2 separate regions of the Sus scrofa genome follow, and region 1 is linked to region 2. The links are chromatin contacts, called in public HiChIP or PLAC-seq maps. All regions are on one chromosome and are shown on one strand. The core of a region is the stretch at or near the end of the contact, and the rest is flanking DNA. Distances in the headings are between cores, read along the strand shown.

Region 1 (3,248 bases), core at 202-2,701, 210 kb before region 2:
CTTGCCACCACACACAGTGGCTTTGACCACTTCTGCTGAAGAGGTCAAATGCTCACATGGCCAGCCCTTCCTGGAGGCTGTCCCAGTTGGCTGGTCCCAGCTCTCTGGCAGAACTGGCTGGTGGGTCCCAGCCTGAGAATTATGTGGGCTTCATCAGTCCAAGGCAGTGGAGGTGTTTGTATTTTGGAACCATTACCAATAAGTGGGCTCCCCACGCCCTGCACAGGCTCAGGTCCAGAAGAGCCTCTCCACAGCCCTGAGCCTGGTGAAGCCTTGGGCCTCTGGCAGACCTTTCTTAAATGTTCTGTGTGGTTTGCTGAGGATTCCCCTGCTTTAAATTTTTGAAGAAAAGTTGCAGGCAGACTTTTAAGTTGTTAAGCTTGGGAGCTGGCACCAAAGAGTCTTATCACATTCAGAATGTAACAGCATCCCTGTCTTTCCTACTACTTTTTAACTTTTATTTAGACTCTGTGAGCCAAACATGCATATAAAATACTATCTATATCTATATATCATATAGGTATATGTATCTTTAAGCTACTGGGAGAGGCGTTTCTGCCACTTGCAACCAGACTGTCTTACACACTTCTCCGAACCATCTGGACATTTTGTGGGAGCTTTGCTTCCTGCAGAGGGGGGCAGGGGTGGCCTTTGGGTTAATGTGTTGGAAGCTGCCACTGAGCTTATAAATTAAGAACTAGCATCTTTGAACTCACTGAGTAAATCTATAGGAAGATGGAGTTAAGTTGAAAATAAAGTCATTTCCACACAGTCTTGGAAGCACATGTGTGCAGTCTCAAATCTAAACGCTATTTGACTTTCTGCTCATGAGCTCTCAGCTCAGTGGCAGCCGCGCCCCTGGACCCGGCTGCCCAAGGTCCAGCAGGGCCTGTGCTGCAGGGACGGGGCCAAGCAAGGCTTGAACCTCCAGTGTAAGGTACAGTCACAGCTGTCGCCTGCCCAGCTGGATTTTCCAGTCCAACCTGCGTGTTCCTTCCTGTTCCTTCTCTCATCCCCCAGCAAACCAGGCTGCAAACTAGGCAAGATAGTGAGGGGATTCCCGTGGGGGCCTTTCCTGATGTAGGGACTCTGCCAGCCCCACTCTTGGAGGCCAGGATGAGGGAGTGGAGCTGGCAAAGGTGCCTGAGAGGCCCCCTCCACCTTCTCTCTTCCTTCCCTCCAGCACCTCGCAGCCCCTGCCTGCCCACACCCCTGTTACCCCTCGCACCCGGACCCCATTCCACTATCTGTCTCTCACCGGTCAGTGTGGGCAATCCTAGCTCTCTAGAGCTGGAAGGAAGCTCAGCAACCATCTCCAATGCAGTTGCTTTACAGAAGGAGAAACTGAGGCCAGTGAGGCGAGGTGAGCTGTTAAAGGCCACGTGGCTGTGAGGAGCTGCCCTGGGCATAGAATCTAAGGCTCTTGACAGAGGCCCACGGTCTTGCGGGGGTGGGGTGGGGTGCCTGTGGGTCTCTCTCTGTCTCTCTCTCGCTTCCCTCCCCTCCCCCTTGGGCTGGGAGGAGAGCCCAGCGCTAGCGACAGGCAGCCGTAGAGAAGGAAGTGTTTGAGAGCCAGGGACCCAGCCAGTCTGGACATTCAGAAGGGACGCTCCAGTCCATCCCCCGTGGCGCCTTTGTCTCCCTTCCGGGCAGTGGGCACAGAGGCTGGGGAAGCCGTGCCGGGCCGCCCGCGCCCTGGGTGGCCCGTGGGGCCTTCTGCCCGCCGCCGCCGCCGAGGCGCCCGCCGCCCCGTGTCACCCGGCCCCAGTCGTCGCGCCGCCGCCCGCGGTTCCGGCCTCCGCCGCTTCCTTCTCGGGTAGGGCCTGGCGTCCGCGCCCTCCGCCCCGAGGTCTGACCCCGGCCCTCCTCCCTGGGGCGCGCCCCTGGGTCCTCCCTCGGAGCTCCCCGGCCGAGTGTCCTCTAAAAGCGGCCCTGGGACCAGCAGCAGCAGCAGCAGCCCCCGCACTTGAACTTAGAAGTGCAGGCTCTCGGGCCAGCGGTGGATCTCCGGACCCAGCAAGCTAGGTTCACAGGCCCTCCCCGGGGTTCGCGAAGTTTGAGAACCGCGGCTCTGGAGCACCGACACCCCCGTCCAGCTCGGCAGGAGGCCAGACTGAGCTCCCTGAGGACGCCGATCCTGCCTCGGTTCCCTCAATTAGCGGGCTGTTCTGGGCAGTCCTTGGCCTCTGCTGAGTATTGGCCTGGTGAGGGGGGCTGGCGGGAGGCTCTTTCCTACAGTCAGCCCTGGGATTCTTTAATAAAAAGTAGCTTTCTTCAATGATGACCAGGAGTGACTTGGAAATTGACACAAATTACCTCAAAGACTTGATCCACTTAGCATCTCTTTAGATTAAATCCCAAATTGTTTACAACGGAGCTGGAAAAGCACTCTGGCCGCATTGTCAATGGCCTCTGAGGGGTTTCCAGCACCTGGTGGGGCTCATATATCCAGTCCTCTCATAGAGAACCGCAGGCCATTGCGCTATGGATGTCATTTATAGGCTGATTTGAAAATCTGTCCAAGAAAATGTTGGATACTTTTGAAGATGCTGATCGAAAGGTTCACGAAAGGTTGTTCCCATTTCATAGAAAGAGACAATTTCCCTGACCTAAAAATGTGGGAAAAGATGTAGCCATGATATTTTGTCTTTTTTCCCCAGAATATTCTGTAATATTTTTACATAATGTCCTCAGTAAAATTAAAAACATGCATAACTTGGAGTTCCCATTGTGGCTCAGTGGTAATGATCCCCGCTAGTATTCATGAGGATGTGAGTTCGATCCCTGGCCTTGTTCAGTGGGTTAAGGATCCGGCGTTGCCATGAGCTGTGGTGTAAGTCACAGACAAGGCTCAGATCTGGTGTCCATTTTACAACCAGCAACTTTTGAGCCACACCGCCCTTAACTCAAAGGAGTAATTCTGATGTTCTAAATTGGAGTTCTGAATCTGGAGTCCAGATCAGAGATGGGGAGATTTGGTGGCCAGGTCTCTCAAGTCCCATCTCCCAGGACCCCGTTACCTGTTTCTGACATTTGAAAAGGCAGGGGGTGTTGGGATGAGAGAGGAGGACTTAGGGGATGGGGACTTCCTGCTGGTTGGTGAGTACCCTGAGTGGCTGGGGCTGGGAGAGGGTTTGAGGGAGCAGAGGTTTGTTCAGAGCCAACCCGGATGTGTCTGGAGCCTTGGAAATATCCTTTCTCTTTGTCCCAGCAATTCCATGTCAGGTATTTCTCCTATGGGAATAATC
Region 2 (3,520 bases), core at 537-3,036:
CAAGACAAAGCTTGAAGTCCTTGACTAAGACATTGTGTGTGCCAAGTTTAAAAGTGGAAGACAATGCCTCTTGGGCTAGTTGATTCAAATACAAAACAGAAGGCAAAATGTTATTATGATATCAAGTTCCATTGGCTCAAATTTCCTTTAGCATGCATAGGCTCTGGGGTCAGGCAGACCTGAATTCAAATCCCTTTTGTGCTCCCCAGCAGTGATGAGATGATATAAACCTGTTCTGAGCCTCAATTTGAAAATCTATGGAATCGTCCAAACACCCACGTCAGAGGGCTGCCATGAAGGTTAAATGACAATGAAGAACCTAGAACAGAACCAGGTCTGAAGTGGGTCCTCACAATGTTAAAGGTTCAGTTTCATTGCCCTTATCTTCCTGCATTAGAAACAGGTGTCAAGGGATGGAGAAGTATTACTGTCACTGATCTCAGCAGAGTCCCCAGGAGTCTGGATTATGCATCATTCTCTTCTATCCCAGACTTTATCCTCGGCACATGCAAAATGCTGGGGGAGGAAGACCCTGGAATTAGGAGTCTGGAAGGAGTCTGGACAATGCAAAGATGAGGGACTAAAGAGACAAAATCACCAGGGAAAGCATTTTCTCTTTGAATGCGGTAGGCTTTTTGCCCCTTGTGGAAGAAAGTCAAGGCAGTGAAGGTCCTGCAGAGGAAGAGTGAAGACTGAAGGCTCCCTGGCAGGCAAGAGGAAGGGAAGTAAAGGGGTCTGCAGAGACTAGCAAGACGGGTCAAGCTGGAAGAGCCTGGACTGTCCCTTCAGGCTCAATTGGGAGAGCAGGGCAAATTGGAGAAGGACAAATGGAGTGACGACAAGCCAATCTGGTCCCTTCCTGGTAACAGGAAGTGGGGCCGCTAGGTCTGGGCCACCTCATATAATAATTAGAGCTAACATTTAAAGACCCCTTGCCATGGCTATATATCCATTCATTTATTCTGCATTACAACTCTATGAGGTAGTTACTTAGGCCCAAAGAAGATGTGGTTGCCAGTTCTGAAAGGTGATTCAGTGATCCTTACCTCCTGGTGCGACACCCCTAAGGACTTTCCTCTGATGCTGAACTAAGGGCCGCTCTGTCCCTAATACTTGCCTGTGACCCTGCCTTTGGAAGACATGTTTCTGTAGTTCTGGTGGCGTCTGCCCCTCCACCATTGGAAACAGATACAGAGACACTCCTACATTCTCCTGAGGTCCTGAACCAGCCTGGCCTGCCACTTCCTGTCTGTCCTCTGAGAGCTGGGAGAAGACAGGCATGATTCAGGTAGTGAAGGAGGACGGGGGTGAGGAGACTGCCCCCATCCCTGAATACACAACCGTCCTTGCTGTCAGGGAGTCGAAAAGTCTTAAGAGGGCAGAGTTTTTTGTTCTATCATTATGGTAGGTAAGAAATTTAAAGGGCAAATACCACTAGGAACAAGAAGTAGGCACTGACTTGAACTCACATTAAGTCTAAATGACTCTGAGAGCTGACTTCAGAGCAGGAAAAGACCAGAGACTGGGGCTGGGGTTGGGAGTGAGGGACGAAAAGAAGCCACAGAGGAAAGAAAAGGAAAGCAGAAAAGGAAGGCTTTATTTAGCCGACATGAACAACAGTTCTTCAGACAAGTCCTGTCTGGAAGCCCTCTTAAGGTCCATGTCCTAAAATCTCCAGATTTCAGCCTGGACAATGCCAGCTAAGTCACTGACTGAAGGGAGGGGGTGGCTGAAAGTGGCTGGATTCACTCGCCGCCGGACACACATTTGCCAGAAAAGGAAGTGGGGGTGTTGGGGACATTATTTCCACTTCCTGGATACACATTCAAACATGGAATAACTGAGTCCTAACAGGACAAGGCAATAAAATAATCGACCACCCCAGGCGGTACCACACCCAACACAATTCAGAATAGAGTAAGAAGTAGTTGTATTTTTAAGGCTTCCAAAGAGCAGTGCCTAGCTGCCACCTTAAATCTAAAGGACAACAAAGGTAGCTCTGGAATACTTTTTTAAAAAGCCAGCTCTGAAAAAGTTGGACACAACCTCTTTGCCTTTTAATAAAATTAAATAAATTGTGGTACATTGAGCCAGTGGACTACAATGTGACCTCTCCAGAAAGCGGGCTGTTTCTATGTAGTGCTATGGAAGGTTCACCAAGATAAATGTGAAAAAGGCAGAGGCAGAACAGTGTGGATAATACCCTACATAGTGTGCATAGTACATTTTACTACATTTGCACAGAATAATAACAGCCATATTCCTGTAGATGTGTAGAATGTCTCCAGAAGCACACACATCAATGTGTATGAGCTACTAAAAATAATAACGGGATTTAAATCAGGATAGCCATTCTCCTTACGGGGTCTGTTGAGGGGTGGGGGGCGGCGCATCTCTGATGCCGTGGATATTCTGTTCTTGACCTGGGTGCTGGTTACACGACATGTTTGGTTTGTGAACACTCACTGGTCTGTACTTATGATTTGTGCGCTTTTCTATGTTCACTTCCAAAAATTTTCTGAATAATAAGTACAAGGGAGTTCCTATTGTGGCACAGGGGAAATAAATCTGACTGGGAACCAGGAGGTTTTGGGTTTGATCTCCAGCCTCGCTCAGTGTGTTAAGGGTCTGGTGTTGCCCTGGGCTGCGGTTTAGGTTGCAGACAAGGCTCAGATCCTGCATTGCTGTGGCTGTGGTGCAGACAGGCAGCTGTAGCTCCAATTGGACCCCTAGCCTGGGAACCTCCATATGTCACCAGTGCAGCCTTAAAAAGCAAAACAAAGTTTCATCTGCTCTGTTACTTAAGCTTAAGGGAAAAAATAAAATAAAATAAATAAGTACAAGAATACAAAATATAATCTTAAAATACTTTTGAATGATAATGAAAACATAACTCCAAACTCAGGCAATGTGAGAGGCTCTCATTCCTTTCCCCAGCAGATTAGTCTTGACTCTCACTCACACACCCGATTCAGTGCAGGGGATGAAAGAGGCTTACGTTTCAGTGGTCCCCAATCTGGCCTCATTTACTCTTCCTTCACTCTGACCTCAGCCTCCTGTTTATCAATTGCTTCAGGACTTTTTTTTTTTTTCCCCTCAAAACAGATTAAGCCACAGTTGTTCATCTGTTCAACAAAGTCTGCCCGCTGTGCAGTCTGTAGCTCTGCAGGGTTGGGGTGGTGCAGAAAACCTGCTGGCTGTGAAACAGAAGGGGAGTTGTTTTATTTCAAGCCGGTACTTTTCAGCATGAGCAAGCATATTTCATGTTTAAAAAGAGAGAGAGAGAGAAGTGAAGACTTAATTCCTTGATATCTTAAATTGAAGAGGAAGAAAAGAAACATTCTTTTATTCATACAAGGTGGGGATATTTTTCTTAAAGGGGTCACAGATTGTCCCAGAAAGAAAAAAAATCAAGTGCATTCCAACCCCACTTTCAAATTTGATCCTAGGCATTCCCTTTAAGGAAAGTTGGGTGTCTGCCCAGGAAGTTTGGAGCAGTGGCCAAGAGTCACTCACACCT

Evidence for each region. HiChIP or PLAC-seq counts read pairs in DNA pulled down with a chosen protein or histone mark.
Region 1: a contact with region 2 is called in an H3K27ac HiChIP or PLAC-seq map of alveolar macrophages. The contact joins two enhancer-like sites. A contact is called at or near these places in 2 of 2 datasets of contacts at active chromatin or transcription factors (alveolar macrophages and skeletal muscle).

What each region holds. Positions count from the first base shown.
Region 1 is chr3:77,332,679-77,335,926 of Sscrofa11.1, reverse strand. No RefSeq gene overlaps it. Among named protein-coding and RNA genes, the nearest start is that of AFTPH, 89 kb to the left of the region's middle. Within about 2 kb of position 1,451, at least 52 of the 83 cell types and tissues checked have an H3K27ac peak or open chromatin away from gene starts, as enhancers often do. A contact at or near this core is called in alveolar macrophages, where this site is marked.
Region 2 is chr3:77,122,952-77,126,471 of Sscrofa11.1, reverse strand. No RefSeq gene overlaps it. Among named protein-coding and RNA genes, the nearest start is that of SERTAD2, 68 kb to the left of the region's middle. Within about 2 kb of position 1,786, at least 15 of the 83 cell types and tissues checked have an H3K27ac peak or open chromatin away from gene starts, as enhancers often do. A contact at or near this core is called in alveolar macrophages, where this site is marked.